2 separate regions of the Macaca mulatta genome follow, and region 1 is linked to region 2. The links are chromatin contacts, called in public Hi-C maps. All regions are on one chromosome and are shown on one strand. Each heading gives the region's core, a stretch centred on a gene start, on an enhancer-like site or on the middle of the called end of the contact. The rest is flanking DNA. Distances are from core to core; before and after follow the strand shown.

Region 1 (7,566 bases), core at 1,059-3,558, 130 kb after region 2:
TGCCTGGCTAATTTTCTTTTTTTATTTATTATTACTGTAGCAGGATGAGCCACAGACAAAACTCCTCAGTCACCGGATTAAAGAAGGAAGACGGCGGGGCGCGGTGGCTCACGCCTGTAATCCCAGCACTTTGGGAGGCCGAGACGGGCGGATCACGAGGTCAGGAGATCGAGACCATCCTGACTAACACGGTGAAACCCCGTCTCTACTAAAAATACAAAAATCAGCCGGGCGCGGTGGCGGGCGCCTATAGTCCCAGCTACTCGGGAGGCTGAGGTAGGAGAATGGCGTGAACCCGGGAGGCGGAGCTTGCAGTGAGTGGAGATCGCGCCACTGCACTCCAGCCTGGGCGACAGAGCGAGACTCCATCTTAAAAAAATAAATAAATAAAAATTTAAAAAATAAATAAATAAATAAATAAGGAAGAGGTTTTTTATTCCGCCGGGAGCGTCCGCAGACTCGCGTCTTAAGAGCCGAGCTCTCCGAGAAAGAAATACCTGGCCTTTTTAAAGGCTTACAACTTTAAGGGGTCCACGTGAAAAGGGTCGTGATAAATCAAGCAAGCGTGGGAAATGTGACTGGGGGGCTACCTGCATCAGCTAACAGAACAGAAAGTTTTACAATGCTTTTTTCCTACAGTGTCTGAAATTTACAGATAAGTAGTTTAGGTCAGGGGTTGATGTTATTATTACTTTGTTTAACTCCTAGGGCCAGATGGTAGTGCCAAGGTTGTCTGGCTATTTATCTTACTTTTGTTTCTTCCTCTCTTTCCTCCTGTCTTGTGAACTAGGCAAGGTGAGGGGAGGAGGGCAGCAGGAGTAGTGGTCTCCTTCCTTATTACTATTATTATTGGAGAGAAAAGGTGTTACTGTTACCCAGGTCTCAAACTCCTGGCCTCAAGCAGTCCTCCCAATTTAGCCTCCCAAAGTGCTAGGATTACAGGCATGAGCCACTCCATCTGACACAGAGAATTCACATATCACCCCTTCTCCACTTTTTTTTTCTTTTTTTGAGACAGGGATTCACTGTGTTGCCTAGGCTAGAGTGCGGTGGCACCATGCCGGCTCACTGCAGCCTCAGCCTCCTAGGATCAATCAATCCTCCCACCTCAGTCTCCCAATCAGCTGGGACTACAGGCGCGCGCCACCACGCCCAGCTAATTTTTCGTATTTTTAGTAGATACCGGGTTTCGCCATGTTTCCCAGGCTGGTCTCGAACTCCTGGGATCAAGAGATCCACCTGCCTCGGCCTCCCAAAGTGCTGGGATTACAGGAGAGAGCCGCTGCGTCCGGCCCGTCTCCACTTTTAAAATTTCCAGTGACAGAAATTGTGAAAAGCAACAAGAGTTGTGTGTTTTAATATCCTAAACTCGAAGACAAACATAAATGTAAATAAAAACTGTCAGAACTCTCTGCAATCTTCAGTTTGGGTCTTCCAGGCTGCTGCAGCGTTGTTCACAAATCCACACACCTCTAAAGGCAGGCACAGAGCGCTTTCCTGGGTAGTCGGGTGGCCTGCTGGTAGTTGCAGGCTTCTGGTTTCCCACCTTAATGGCGATGGCAGGGCAACCTGTATTGGTGATGCTCTTTGCACAAGCAGTTCTTTCTGCCCGGAACGCCCTTCCCCAGCCTTTGCCTTAATAAATACCACTCTTTCTTCAAAACTCTGCTCAACAGGGGCACCTTTTTGACGAGCTTAGTCGTCAGACTCCCTAATACAGTTCATAGTTTTCACATTTTTGTACAATCTGTTCAAGTTCTAACTCCCCGCCCAAAGGGCTGCGGGCTCACCGCCGGCGCTCATGCCTAGCACCACGGCGAGCGAAGATGCGGAGTTCATAAAGCAGAATTACCCGGTGTTATCATTCTCAACACTAAACCAGCTCACCCTTTTCCGGTAAGTAGTTCCTGATAGTCCGGCCCAGCCCTCCGCCCGGCCCCGCCCTCGCCTGGCTCCGCTCTGCGCCTGCGCCTTGGGAATCGAGGCTGGCGTATTCTCCAATCCCCTCGCTGGAAGACTTCACTATTCTCCTCCCTGTGGGTGGAGCGAAGTTTGGGCACTTGGGTCCTACCGTTGTTATTAGTCTTTAGTCGTAATTAATATTAAATAACAAAATTAAATGGGTTTATTTTTCGTGAAAAGTTAATTCTCCTTGTTTTTGGCTTTGCCCCTCATGCACCAAATGGTACAGTCCCACACCAGCCAGCTTCCCTACCCAACACCCCTGACGCCTGCGACGGAGAGGCGCCTTCCGTGCTGTCGTCATCACGTCGGCCGGAGCTAGCGCTGCGTCCTGGGCCACGCCTCCCGGCGCAACGCCGCTCCTCCCCGGTTACTAAGCGGCCTTGGATACCTGGCCGCGGGATGCTGGGCGGCGTCAGGTGACCGGTGGTCGCTGGGCGTCAGGTAAAGGGCTACAACAGTGGTGGGCCAGCTGGGGCGGTGGGGCGGCCTGGGAGCTGGCGAGGGCCTCGACACACTCTTCGAGGCCGCTGGGCCAGTCATAGAACATCCAGGGTCCACCGGGGTGAAGTAAACTGTGGGCGCGGACGTAGCCCGGGGTCCTGGCGCTCTGGTTGGGCGCCCATCTGCAGGGCCTCGGGTGATGCGGCTTTTTTAGTCGTTCCGCTGACTATGAAAGAGCATCGGAAGAGGAATCGTAAAGTCTTAATCTCTCTTCTGTCGTGGCTGCGATGCCTCGGTATTCATGTGGGAAATACTAATTTGACTGGTAATGTTATTGAAGAGAAAGCGAGAGAATGGTTGTGCAGCGTTACCCAAATATTCGTTATTTTTACAGTTTTAAAGGCCTTATAGTATCATTAAGGAAATGCATTTCTAGCTAAGTCTGACGGTGCAGGAACGCAGACCTGCTACTCTCACCAGGGGCTGAACTAACCGAACAAAAAAAATAGATGTGTCACATTAGTGGGATCATGGAGGGGGCAGTTTTTCAACTGGACAAAATGATGTTAAAGTGCTTAAAGAAGAAGAAATATGTGAAAGTAGCCAGGAAAATTCTAAAATTAATGGTAATAAGGGAAATTAGCTCTCCAGAGCCACCAGATATTATAACATAAAGGTATAGCAATTAAACTACTTAGAAGATGGGTGCAGCAGTGTGGGCCCGTAGTCCTGGCTACTTGGTAGACTGAGGCGGGAGGATCCCTTGAGCCCAGGAGTCAGAGACCAGCATGGGCATCAAAGGGAAACTCTATCTCTGAAAAAAATAAATAAATTTTTAAAAAAGAAAGTTTGGAACTCAGCAGGAGCTTACAGGCAGATAGAATATATTAGAACTCAGAATAAGAGCCAGTTATATATAGGGATTTATTATATAGGGAAGGTGGTACTGAATTTCAAATCAGCATTAGAAAGGTGAATTGGGGTCAGGCAGCTTTTTTAGTAATTTAGAAAGTTGAACCAGTCGAGCGAGGTGTCTCACACCTGTAATCCCAGCACTTTGGGAGGCCAAAGTGAGTGGATCACTTGAGGTCAGGAGTTCCAGGCCAACCTGGTGAAAGACCGTCTCTACTATCGCGTGCGCCTGTAATCCCAGCTACTGGGGAGGCTGAGGCGGGAGAATCACTTGAACCCGGGAGGCAGAGGTTGCAGCCAGCCGAGATTGCGCCACTGCACTCCAGCCTGGGTAACAGAGCAAGACTATGCCTCGAAAAAGAAGGAAAAAAAAAAAACGGAATGAAGCCCGTTTTGAGCACCACAATAATTTCCAGATGGACTAAAATTTAAATGTTAAAATATTACATCACGAATTAGCCGGGTGTGTTGGGCGCCTGTAGTCCCAGCCACTTGGGAGGCTGAGGCACGAGAATCTCTTGAACCTGGGAGGCGGAGGTTGTGGTGAGCCGAGATTGTGCCACTACACTCCAGCTTGGGCGACAGAGCACACTCTGTCTCAAAAAAAAAAAAAAAAAAAAAAAAGGAAAAAGGAAAAAAAAATTACATTGCAAAGTACTGAAAGAAAGCATTGTTCAATTTATTTATAATCTTAGAATGACAAAAACTCTTCTAAATGTTTCATGTCATCCAGAAGCCAGAAAGGAAAATATTAATACTTTTAATTCTATAAAATTTAAAATCTCTATGGCCTGCAAAATTCAACCAAACCAAAAAAAGTATCAGAAGCCAAATAAATTTAAGAAAATATTTGTTTAATGATCAATTAGAAAATTATGAAACCTGACTGGGTGCAGTGGCTCATGCCTGTAAACCAGCACTTTGGGAGGCTGAGGTAGGAGGATCACTTGAGGCCAGAAGTTTAAGGGCAACATAGCGAGACCTTGCTTCTGCAAAAAATTCAAAAATTAGCTGGGCACTGGTGCGCACCTGTAGTCCCAGTTACCCAGGAGGCTGAGGTGGGATGATTGCTTGAGCCCGGGAGGTCAAGGCTGCGGTGTATCGTGATTGCACACGATACATTCCCAGGCTGGGTCACTGTGTGGGACTTTTATCTCAAATAAGAAGAAGTTTTTAAAAAGAAAAATTTCAAGAGAAAAATGATCGGAGTACCTGGACAAGAAAATCAGAAGAAAAGAAATACAAGTGGCAGAAATCTATAGCAAGGGACCACTATCTCACTAACTTCAAAGTGGAAATTAAAACAGTAATGAGGGCTTTTTTTTTTTTTTTTTGGCAAAGACGACAAAGACTGAAAATAGGATTGTGTGGAAACAGAAGCATGTTAGTGGAAGTATAAAATCATAATTTTTTGGAGGGCAATTTGGAAATGATTTACTCAGCCATTCAATAGGTAAGAATCTACAAATAGGCAAAGTGCAGAAAAACATGTTGTTTAACATTGATGTTTTTACTATTGTTTTATAAAATATTTGATAAAAGATGTCAATCAGTATATGACTGGTTAAATAAATTATGGTAGATCCATAAAATGAATACTGTGCAGCTGTTTTTGTTGTTGTTGTTGTTTAAAGACAGGGTCTCGCTCTGTTCTCTAGGCTGGAGTGCAGAGTGAGGTGATTGTGGCTCACTGCAGCCTCAACCTCCTGGGCTCAAGCAATCCTCTCACCTCAGCCTCCTGAATAGCTGGGACTAAGATATGTGCCAGCATGCCCTGCTGATTTTTGTAGAGATGTGGTCCAGGCTGGTCTGGAACTGCTGAGCTCAAGCGATCCTCCTACCTCAGCCTCCCAAAGTGCTGGAATTACAGGCATAAGCCACTGCACCCAGCCCTGTGTAGCTGTTTAAAAGAATATGGTAGATCCATGTGTACTGACAAAGAAAGATGTCAAATATACAAGGTTAGGTGAACCAAATGTTTCAGAGTAATGCGTGTGGTAAGATCCTATTTCATAAAATAAAACTGTAAGTTAATATATGTATAAAAAGAATGTAGAACTGGGTGCAGTGGCTCACCCCTGTAATCCCAGCACTTTGGGAGGCCAAGGCGGGCGGATCACGAGGTCAGGAGTTCGATACCAGCCTGACCAACATGGTGAAACCGTGTCTCTACTAAAAATACAAAAATTAGCCAGGAATGGTGGCACTTGCCTGTAATCCCAGCAACTCAGGAGGCTGAGGGAGGAGAATCGCTTGAACCCAGGAGATGGAGGTTGCAGTGAGCCGAGATCATGCTGTTGCACTCCAGCATGGAAGATAGAGCAAGACTCCATCTCAAAAAAAAGAAAAGAAAAGAAAAAAAGAATCTAGAAGACTATACCCTGCGCTTAACAGTAGTTAGCAGTGATGAATCAGGTTGGAAACATGGTCTTGGGACACAAGAGCAGGGTGATGGCGGGGCAGGGCCATAGGTGTAGGCTGTTGGGAGGGTCTGGGCAAGAGGTGGAAAGCAAAAATGGGTAGGGGAGGGCTGGGTTGGTTTTGGTATTAGGTTTCTGTGCTGTGCTTTTGCATTTCATTCTTGACCTTTGAGAATTGTAGGAATTTCCTAGATAGGTTTCAGTTGTATGCCCTTTCTTGATAAATAGTAGTAGAAGGCAACTATTTATTGCTTTTAGGGTCTTTGGAATATTGTTTATTGATTTTCTGATCCCTTCTTTCTTCCGTAAGGTAACCATGGAGAAAGAGCTGCGGAGCACCATTGTTTTCAATGCCTACAAAAAGGAGATATTTACCACCAACAACGGCTATAAATCCATGCAGAAAAAACTTCGGAGTAATTGGAAGATTCAGAGGTGACCGACCATGTATATTGTTTTCCCTTCTAAATGATATTGTCCTGCTGATAAAGCTGAGAAGTCTTTATTTTCTTATGTAACATAGATTGTTTAGGTGGGAGAAGCTCAATTTAAAGATTATTCAGAATTAGGTCTGGCGCGGTGGCTCACGCCTGTAATCCCAGCACTTTGGGAGGCTGAGGCAGGCGGATCACAAGGTCAGCGATCAAGACTGGCCATCACGGTGGCTAACACCTGTAATCCCAGCACTTTGGGATGCCAAGGCGGGTGGATCACGAGGTCAGGGGTTCAAGACAAGCCTGGACAAGATGGTGAAACCCCATCTCTACTAAAAATTTTTTAAAAATTAGCCAGGCATGGTGGCAAGTTCCTGTAATCCCAGCTCCTTGGGAGGCTGAAGCAGAGAATTGCTTGAACCTGGGAGGCGGAGGTTGCAGTGAGCCGAGATTGCGCCACTGCACTCCAGCCTGGGCAACAGAGTGAGACTCTATCTCAAAAAAAAAAAAGAAAAATCAAGACCATCCTGGCCAACATGGTGAAACCCCGTCTCTACTAAAATTACAAAAATTAGCTGGGTATGATGGTGCCTGCGTATAGTCCCAGCTACTCGGGAGGCTGAGGCAGGAGAATCACTTAAACCCAGAAGGCGGAGGTTATAGTAAGCTGAGATCGCGCCACTGCACTCCAGCTTGGTGACAGAGCAAGACTCTGTCTCAAAAAATAAAAAAATTATTCATAATTAAATAAATTCTTATTAAAAGATCTCTTGGACAGGACGCAGTGGCTCATGCCTGTAATCCCAGCACTTTGGGAGGCTGAAGCAGGCAGATCACTTGAGTTGATAGTGCGTGCCTATAATCCCAGCTACTAAGGAGGTTGAGGGACAAGAATTCCTTGAACCCAGGCAGTGAAGCCTGCAGTGAGCCGAGATCATGCCACTGCACTCCAGCCTGGGCAACAGAGGGAAACTGTCAAAAACAAAAACCAAAAAACATTTCTTCTGAAATCAGCAATTAGGATATTATTAAAGCAGCATATTATTAAGTTGTCTTCCAAATCACACACCAAAAAATTATTCTAATTATACACATGTAGCTTTTTAAGATTTAGAGGCTTTCTTCATATTTTGACTGAGGTCAGAACTAGGGAAAGGAAACATGAGAATTAAATGAGAATAACTTTGACTTTGTGTATGTGTATGTTTCTTCTTAATAGGTGAGGATATGTAATCATACGAGCTAATGGTAGGGCTGATTGAATTAGTAGTTGAGGACTTCCTTATGCTTTAGCATGGCTTGATTTGAACACCTTGACTTACTGGAAGTATTTGGACAGAGGCCAGATGACTCTGGGGCAGGCCTTAGAAGGAATTCTCACTTTGGGAGAGAGA
Region 2 (6,938 bases), core at 2,693-5,192:
TTTGTTTCCTTTCTCTCCTTTCTTTTCTTTCTTTTTTAGACAAGAGTCTTGCTCTGTCACCCAGGCTGGAGTGAAGTAGAGCCATCACAACTCACTGCAGCCTTGACCTCCAGGGCTCCAGTGATCCTCCCACCTCAGTCCCTGGAGTAGCTAGGACTACAAGCATGCACCGCCACTCTTGGTCTTTTTTTTTTCTTTCTTTCTTTCTTTTTATAGAGATGGAGTCTCGCTATGTTGCTCAGGCTGGTCTTGTGCTCCTGGGATCAGGTGATCCCATCTCTGCCTCTCAAGGTGATGGGATTACAGGTGTGAGCCACCGTGCCCGGCAAATCCCCTTTCGTAGCAACTCAGGTGTATCTGTATGGAGTGAAGTGAATATAGCAGCAGTTGCTCCAGAAACAGAATCCAGAATTGGAAACTGTCAGTGACAGAGTTAGAAAGAATCATGATTCAGATGATTGAAAGATCCTCTGAGGCTCTTCCAACTGGGAGATTGGATTGCATGTTGCCAAGCTAGTCCAAACCTCGTTTTACAAACTTCTGTAGGCTGGGCATGGTGGCTCATGCCTGTAATCCCAGCACTTTGGGAGGCTGAGGATTGAACTCCTTGAGCCCAGGAGTTCGAGATCAGCCTGGGTAACATAGGGAGATCCTGTCTCTATTTTTTTTAAAAAAAAGAAAAGAAAAGAAAAAAACTTCTGTACAGGATTCATTTGGACTAGCACTTCTCAACCTCAGCTATTGACATTCTGGGCCAGATAATTCTTCGTGGTGGGGCTGTCCTGCGCCTTGTAGGATGTTTCATGACATCCCTAGCCTCTACCCATGAGATACCAGCAGCTTCTTCCCTCCTCCAGCTGCGACAACCAGAAAGTCTTCAGATACTGACAGATATCCCCTGGGGGGACAGAACTGCCCCCTGTTGAGAACCACTGCCCCCTGTTGAGAGCCTCCCCAGTAGTTGGAACTACAAGCATGTGCCACCATGCCTAGCTAATTAAAAAAAAAAATATATATATATATTTTTTTTTTGTGGAGACGGGATCTCGCCATGTTGCCCAGGTTGATATCGAACTCCTGGGCTCAAGCAATCCTCTCACCTGGGCCTCCCAAAGTGCTGGGATTACAGGCGTGAGCTACCATGCCTTGCTCCTTGCTTTTCTTTCTTTCTTTGAGTCAGTCTTGCTTTTTCACACAGGCTGCAGTGCAGTGGCATGATCATAGCTTACTGCAACCTCGAACTCCTGGGCTCAAGAGATATTCCTGCCTCCGTTTCCCAAGGTGCAGGGATTACAGACTCATATATTTTATTTATCTAACTTTAAGCACGGTCTCTACCTCCCCCAGTCGTGACAAACAACGTTTCCCTCCAGACTGCCAAATAGCTCCAGGAGGGCAACCCGCTCCCCCCCGCCCCCCGCCGCTTTTTCAACCCAAAGCTGAAGGATATTGAGGTTGCACCACTCAAAACTGAACAGGAATACAAAAATATCTAAAGAGCTGGTGTTGGGCTGGGCGCGGTGGCTCACGCCTTTGGGAGACCGAGGCGGGTGGATCACCTGAGGTTGGGAGTTCGAGATGAGACCAGCCTGACTAACATGGTGAAACCCCGTCTCTACTAAAAATACAAAATTAGCTGGGCGTGGTGGCGCATGCCTGTAACCCCAGCTACTCGGGAGGCGAGGCAGGAGAACCACTCGAACCCAGGAGGCGGAGGTTGCAGTGAGCCGAGATTGCACAGGTGTGAGCCACAGCGCCTGGCCTGGGCTGCATTCTTTCAGGAGGCTTTAGGGGAGAATCTGTTCCCTCCTGTCTTCCAGCTTCCAGAGGCTACTGGCACTCTTTGGCTTATGATTCCTTCCTCCATCTTCAAAGCCATTAACTTCGGTTGTGACTTCCTTACAGTCAATCACTTCGACCCCAATCCCAGCCTCCTTTGTCACATCTGCTTCTCTGACTGTGGCTCTCCTGTCCCCCTCTTGTAAGCACCCTTATGATCACATTGGGCCCACCCAGATAATCCCGGGGCATCTCTGCATCTCAAGATGCTCAACTTAACCAGATCTGCAAAGTCCCTTTTGACATATAAAGTAACATCTTCACAGATTTCAGGGATTAGGATTAGGGGGAACCCTCATTCTGCCTACCCAGAGGTGAAGCTGGTGGGGCTTCTGGGTTAGGTGGGGACTTGGAGAACTTTTCTGTCTAGCTAAAGGATTGTAAACACACCAATCAGCACTCTGTGTCTAGCTAAAGGTTGGTAAACGTACCAATCGGCACTCTGTAAAAATGGACCAATCAGCATTCTGTAAAATGGACCAATGAGCGCTCTGTAAAATGGACCAATCAGCAGGATGTGGGTGGGGCCAAAGAAGGGAATAAAAGCTGGCCAGCAGGCGCTCGTAGCAGCAACCTGCAGGGGTGGCCTTCCGCGCGGTGGGCGTGGGCGTGGGCGTGGGCGTGGGCGTGGGCGTGGGCGTGGGCGTGGGCGTGGGCGTGGGCGTGGGCGTGGGCGTGGGCGTGGGCGTGGGCGTGGGCGTGGGCGTGGGCGTGGGCGTCTTATGTTTCAAAGGAGTTGGAGTCTTGCTTTGTCACCCAGGCTGTAGTGCAGTGGCATGGTGGTAGCTCACTGCAGCCTTCAACTCCTGGGCTCAAGAGATCCTCTTGCTTCGGCTTCCCAAGGTGTGGGGATTACAGACTCGTATTTTTTGTTTATCTAACTTTAAGCATGGCCTCTACCTCCCCCAGTCGTGACAACAACAACGTTTCCCTCCAGACTTCCAAATAGCTCCAGGAGGACAAAACCCCCCTTTTTCAACCGGGAGCTGAAGGATATTCAGGTTGCACCACTCAGAGCAGGTATACAAAAATATCTAAAGAGCTGATGTTATCTCAGTGATATCCCTTCCCTTTTTTTTTTTTTTTTTCGCTTCGGTGACACCCTACTCTCCTGGTCTTCTCCCTACCTCCCTAGTCACTCCTTCCCGTCAGTCTCCTTTCCTGTACTTAAATTTCAGAGTACCCCAGGCGTTGGCCTGGGTCTTCTGCTCCCCACCTAAACTTAAACCACAGGTTTTCATCTGGTTCTCCAGCTTTAAATAGCATCTCCCTTGATAAACTCACAAAATAAGGCACTTTCAAGTCAATGGAAGAAATGATAGTATTGGGACAAAGGACTTTCTATATACGGGAGAAAAAAAATTGTTCATCGCTGTAGGAGGGCTGCGGGGTCTCCTCCGCGCTCCCTTTTGAGCACCTACAGTGAGCGTAGGATTCCCACGGACACCCCAATCCACAAGTGAGTCAAGTTGACAGGGCTCCAAGAAAGACCCATGGAGGGAGAGGGGAACGTCCGGGGAGGCCAAGACTGAAGAAGGCTGCGAGTGAGACTTGGAGAAGCTGATGGCGGCTCTGCAAGTTCGCAACGCGACCCCCGCCCGGTCAGCAAGACCTCAGCGCGTGATCCTCGGATTCTGCGAAACCGGACCAGCGACTGGGTCCGAGAGCGCGGTCCCCACCAAAACGAGCACCAACCAATCGCTGGGGGAAACAGGCAGCCTCGTTTTAACCCACCAATCAGAGACCGCGGCGACCCATTATAACCACCTCGAGAACCAATGAAAAACGGGGATTCTCTCAGCCCGCCTCCCGAGCTTCAACCCCAAAGAGATCGATCGCGCAGTTTTATAAAAGGTACAAATTAGAAAACAATTCTGCGGCTGCATTAGAGACACTGTGTTTTCAAAGACGGTGGGGAGGGCTGGAGAAAAATCCTAGAAGCGAGCAAGACCGCACTACACCGAAACGTCGCGGGCAGCTGACTCGCCAGTCACCATTTAGCCCAGGGCCGACTGGGGACGGACGTGCCGCTGCGCGCTGACGTCACGCGCCAGGCCCCGCCCCACTGGCCGCCCATATAGCGTAAGCCTGGCGCGCGCGCGCATCATTGTGTGGCTGGACTCGGCCGCCGCTGTGGTGTGAGGCGCGTGTTCGGGCTCTTGCCGTCCCCGCACCCGCACCGCGGCTACTGGCTTGCGGTCCGCCGTTCGACAACCAGCCCTTGGGCCCCCGCCCGCCACGGACATGCCGCGCGTCTACATAGGACGCCTGAGCTACAACGTCCGGGAGAAGGACATCCAGCGCTTTTTCAGTGGCTATGGCCGCCTCCTCGAAGTAGACCTCAAAAATGGGTGAGTCGAGCCTGGGCGCCCGCGCCCAGCGTCCCAGGCCTGGTGGCGGCGGGAACTCTCCAAGGAAAAAGGCGGCCAAGGCCGCGGCGCCGCGTGGCAGGGCCTCCAAGATGGCGACGGCGCGGCGTCGCGGGGGCGCGCTGAGGGGTGCGGGCGCGCGCACGGGCGCGCCCTGGCTAACGACGCCCCCGCCGTTGTCCGGCCCTGGCACCGCCCCCAGGTACGGCTTCGTGGAGTTCGAGGACTCCCGCGACGCCGACGACGCCGTTTACGAGCTGAACGGCAAGGAGCTCTGCGGCGAGCGCGTGATCGTAGAGCACGCCAGGGGCCCGCGTCGCGATCGCGACGGCTACAGCTACGGAAGCCGCAGTGAGTCCCACCCCCGCGCGCTCCGCGCCCTTGGGGACCCTGGGGGCGGGCGGGGGTGGGTGGGTTGGGGCCTCCCAGCCCGGGCAGGCGCGAGGGCTGGGGGTCGTTTGACTCGGGTGTCCCCGAGCCCCGCTGCCTTCATGTCTGCCCGGGGCAGCCATGGGACGCCGGAGCGCGGGGATTGGGTTTGGGTGTTTGGTTTTATTTGCGAAGTTGGGCGGGGGGTGGCTTCTTCTGGCCCCTTGTCAGCACTGTCACAGGTTCTAACCACAGAGGAAGTAAGGAGTGGCTGTATTTGTTGTATTCTCCTTACTTACCTATCAGTGCATTAGTTAGAGGTTCGGGGGCAGGCTGGGGTGGAGGTGGGGTAGGGGGGCGGGGGACGGGGAAGGGAGGAGCTTAAAGTATAGGTCTTAAAGTTATGGAACTTGATGGGGGCCGAAGAATGTACTATTTTTAAGTAATGTGGTATTGTACCACAAAGTAGATCTAAATAAGCTTTATGCTGTATTTGAACTAACTGGGGCATGTTACTGGGAGGAGGTTGGGGGGATTTTTGGTTATGTTAAATGTTTGATGTTTAAATTGTTGCATGTTGAATTCAAACTTTTTAACAAGTCCTTGATGTTTCAATTTGAAAGTGACCAATGGGGCTGAGGCTGTGTCCACTGAGGCTAAGATGACTGCCTTTCCTGATTGGCCTTGGCTTTTCCATACATTGTGTGACCCTTGCCCTATGACCCTTTGGCTGACCTTACCGGAAGCCATGACGACAGCAGCCTTTTGCCATTAGACGCAGGGTGATGGTGAGGATTCCAAGGGTTAGACAAAACTGGTTAATCTGAACTAGGTGACTGTTACCTTGCGTGTTTTGTGGCCAAACCACCACCAAAAACCTCACACTGTGATGTAAGTACTTAGTGTAAAACTAGTAAACATTTTTGTAAAATGTAGAAATGCATGTAATCAGTTAAGTTTTATATTTTACAATGTTCTGTAAAATAAAACTTAGCGAGGTAAATCGAATAAAGGAGCAGTCACTCTCTAACAGATTGTAGGAGAGGTTTAGTTGGATTTAGTCTATTTGACTTGCCCTTAATTTAATTTTATGGCAAATCACAAATGTGTCGAAGGTTTAGCAATATAATAGCAAAGTCCTACTCCAGTAAATAAAAGTTGATATGTTTGTACTAACTTTCAAAGACATTATGCGTTTTTATCATTACAAGGCATCTAATTGTTCCCTTCATGTGATAAAGGTGGTGGAGGTGGATACAGCAGTCGGAGAACATCTGGCAGAGACAAATACGGACCACCTGTTCGTACAGAATACAGGCTTATTGTAGAAAATCTTTCTAGTCGGTGCAGTTGGCAAGATTTAAAGGTATGTGCTATAATTCAAGATACAAAAGATACGACTAATGCTTTAAAGTAAACTCTTATTTACATTCTTATTTCTGGGAATTTATTATAGTATATAGATCTTTTAAGATTTCCGAGTCTGACCAATCTTATCATTTCAGGATTTTATGCGACAAGCAGGTGAAGTAACCTATGCGGATGCCCACAAGGAACGAACAAATGAGGGTGTAATTGAGTTTCGCTCCTACTCTGACATGAAGCGTGCTTTGGACAAACTGGATGGCACAGAAATAAATGGCAGAAATATTAGGCTTATTGAAGATAAGCCACGCACAAGCCATAGGCGATCTTACTCTGGAAGCAGATCCAGGTAACTTGTTGAAGGACACTGTGGGGAGGAAACAGAATATTTGACAATAAAAAAGGGAAGTAATGGAGTAATTTCAATTGTTGCCTACTTGAATTAAAGCCAGCTTTTAGTTTGTTTTGGCTGTGCATCATTGGGTTTTTTTCTGGATGTTTTGAAGGTGTATTTAATTTCGTAGTAAAGAAAAACATTATTCTTTGGCTTATCTATTTTTGCCAGATGGCACAGGTGTATTTAAGATGGATTGAGATTAAGACTTCATTGTTTTTCTCCTAATAGGTCTCGATCTAGAAGACGGTCACGAAGTAGGAGTCGCAGGAGCAGCCGCAGTAGATCTCGAAGTATCTCAAAAAGTCGCTCCCGGTAAATAATGTTGTGTTGAGTCATTGTGAATATTACTGTACTTGTTTATGGAGTACGTGTATGTTCTTACAAAGTATTGAGAGAATCGGTCTTTCCTTGTCCAGTTCCAGGTCGCGGAGCAAAGGTCGATCACGTTCTCGATCAAAAGGCAGGAAATCTAGATCAAAGAGCAAATCTAAGCCCAAGTCTGATCGGGGCTCCCATTCACATTCTCGAAGCAGATCTAAGGATGAGTATGAGAAATCTCGAAGCAGGTCTCGGTCCCGATCCCCCAAAGAAAATGGAAA

What was found. Hi-C and Micro-C count contacts between places; a contact is called where the count stands out from the background.
Region 1: a Hi-C map of fetal cortex germinal zone shows a contact between it and region 2, with 2.0 times the contacts expected there. The contact joins the promoter of IFT52 here to the promoter of SRSF6 in region 2. A contact is called at or near these places in 4 of 14 Hi-C or Micro-C datasets (CD4 T cells, cortical neurons, fetal cortex germinal zone and 1 more).

The regions. Positions count from the first base shown.
Region 1 is chr10:96,429,427-96,436,992 of T2T-MMU8v2.0, forward strand. It overlaps IFT52 (intraflagellar transport 52), which reads left to right and starts at 2,309. Exons shown (of 14, transcript NM_001261644.1): 1 at 2,309-2,406; 2 at 6,049-6,173. The coding sequence starts at 6,055. SGK2 (serum/glucocorticoid regulated kinase 2) reads left to right here. Exons shown (of 13, transcript XM_077951840.1): 13 at 41-1,956. The coding sequence ends at 187.
Region 2 is chr10:96,302,505-96,309,442 of T2T-MMU8v2.0, forward strand. SRSF6 (serine and arginine rich splicing factor 6) reads left to right here and starts at 3,943. Exons shown (of 6, transcript XM_015148969.3): 1 at 3,943-4,190; 2 at 4,411-4,559; 3 at 5,819-5,943; 4 at 6,083-6,291; 5 at 6,568-6,651; 6 at 6,756-6,938. The coding sequence starts at 4,084.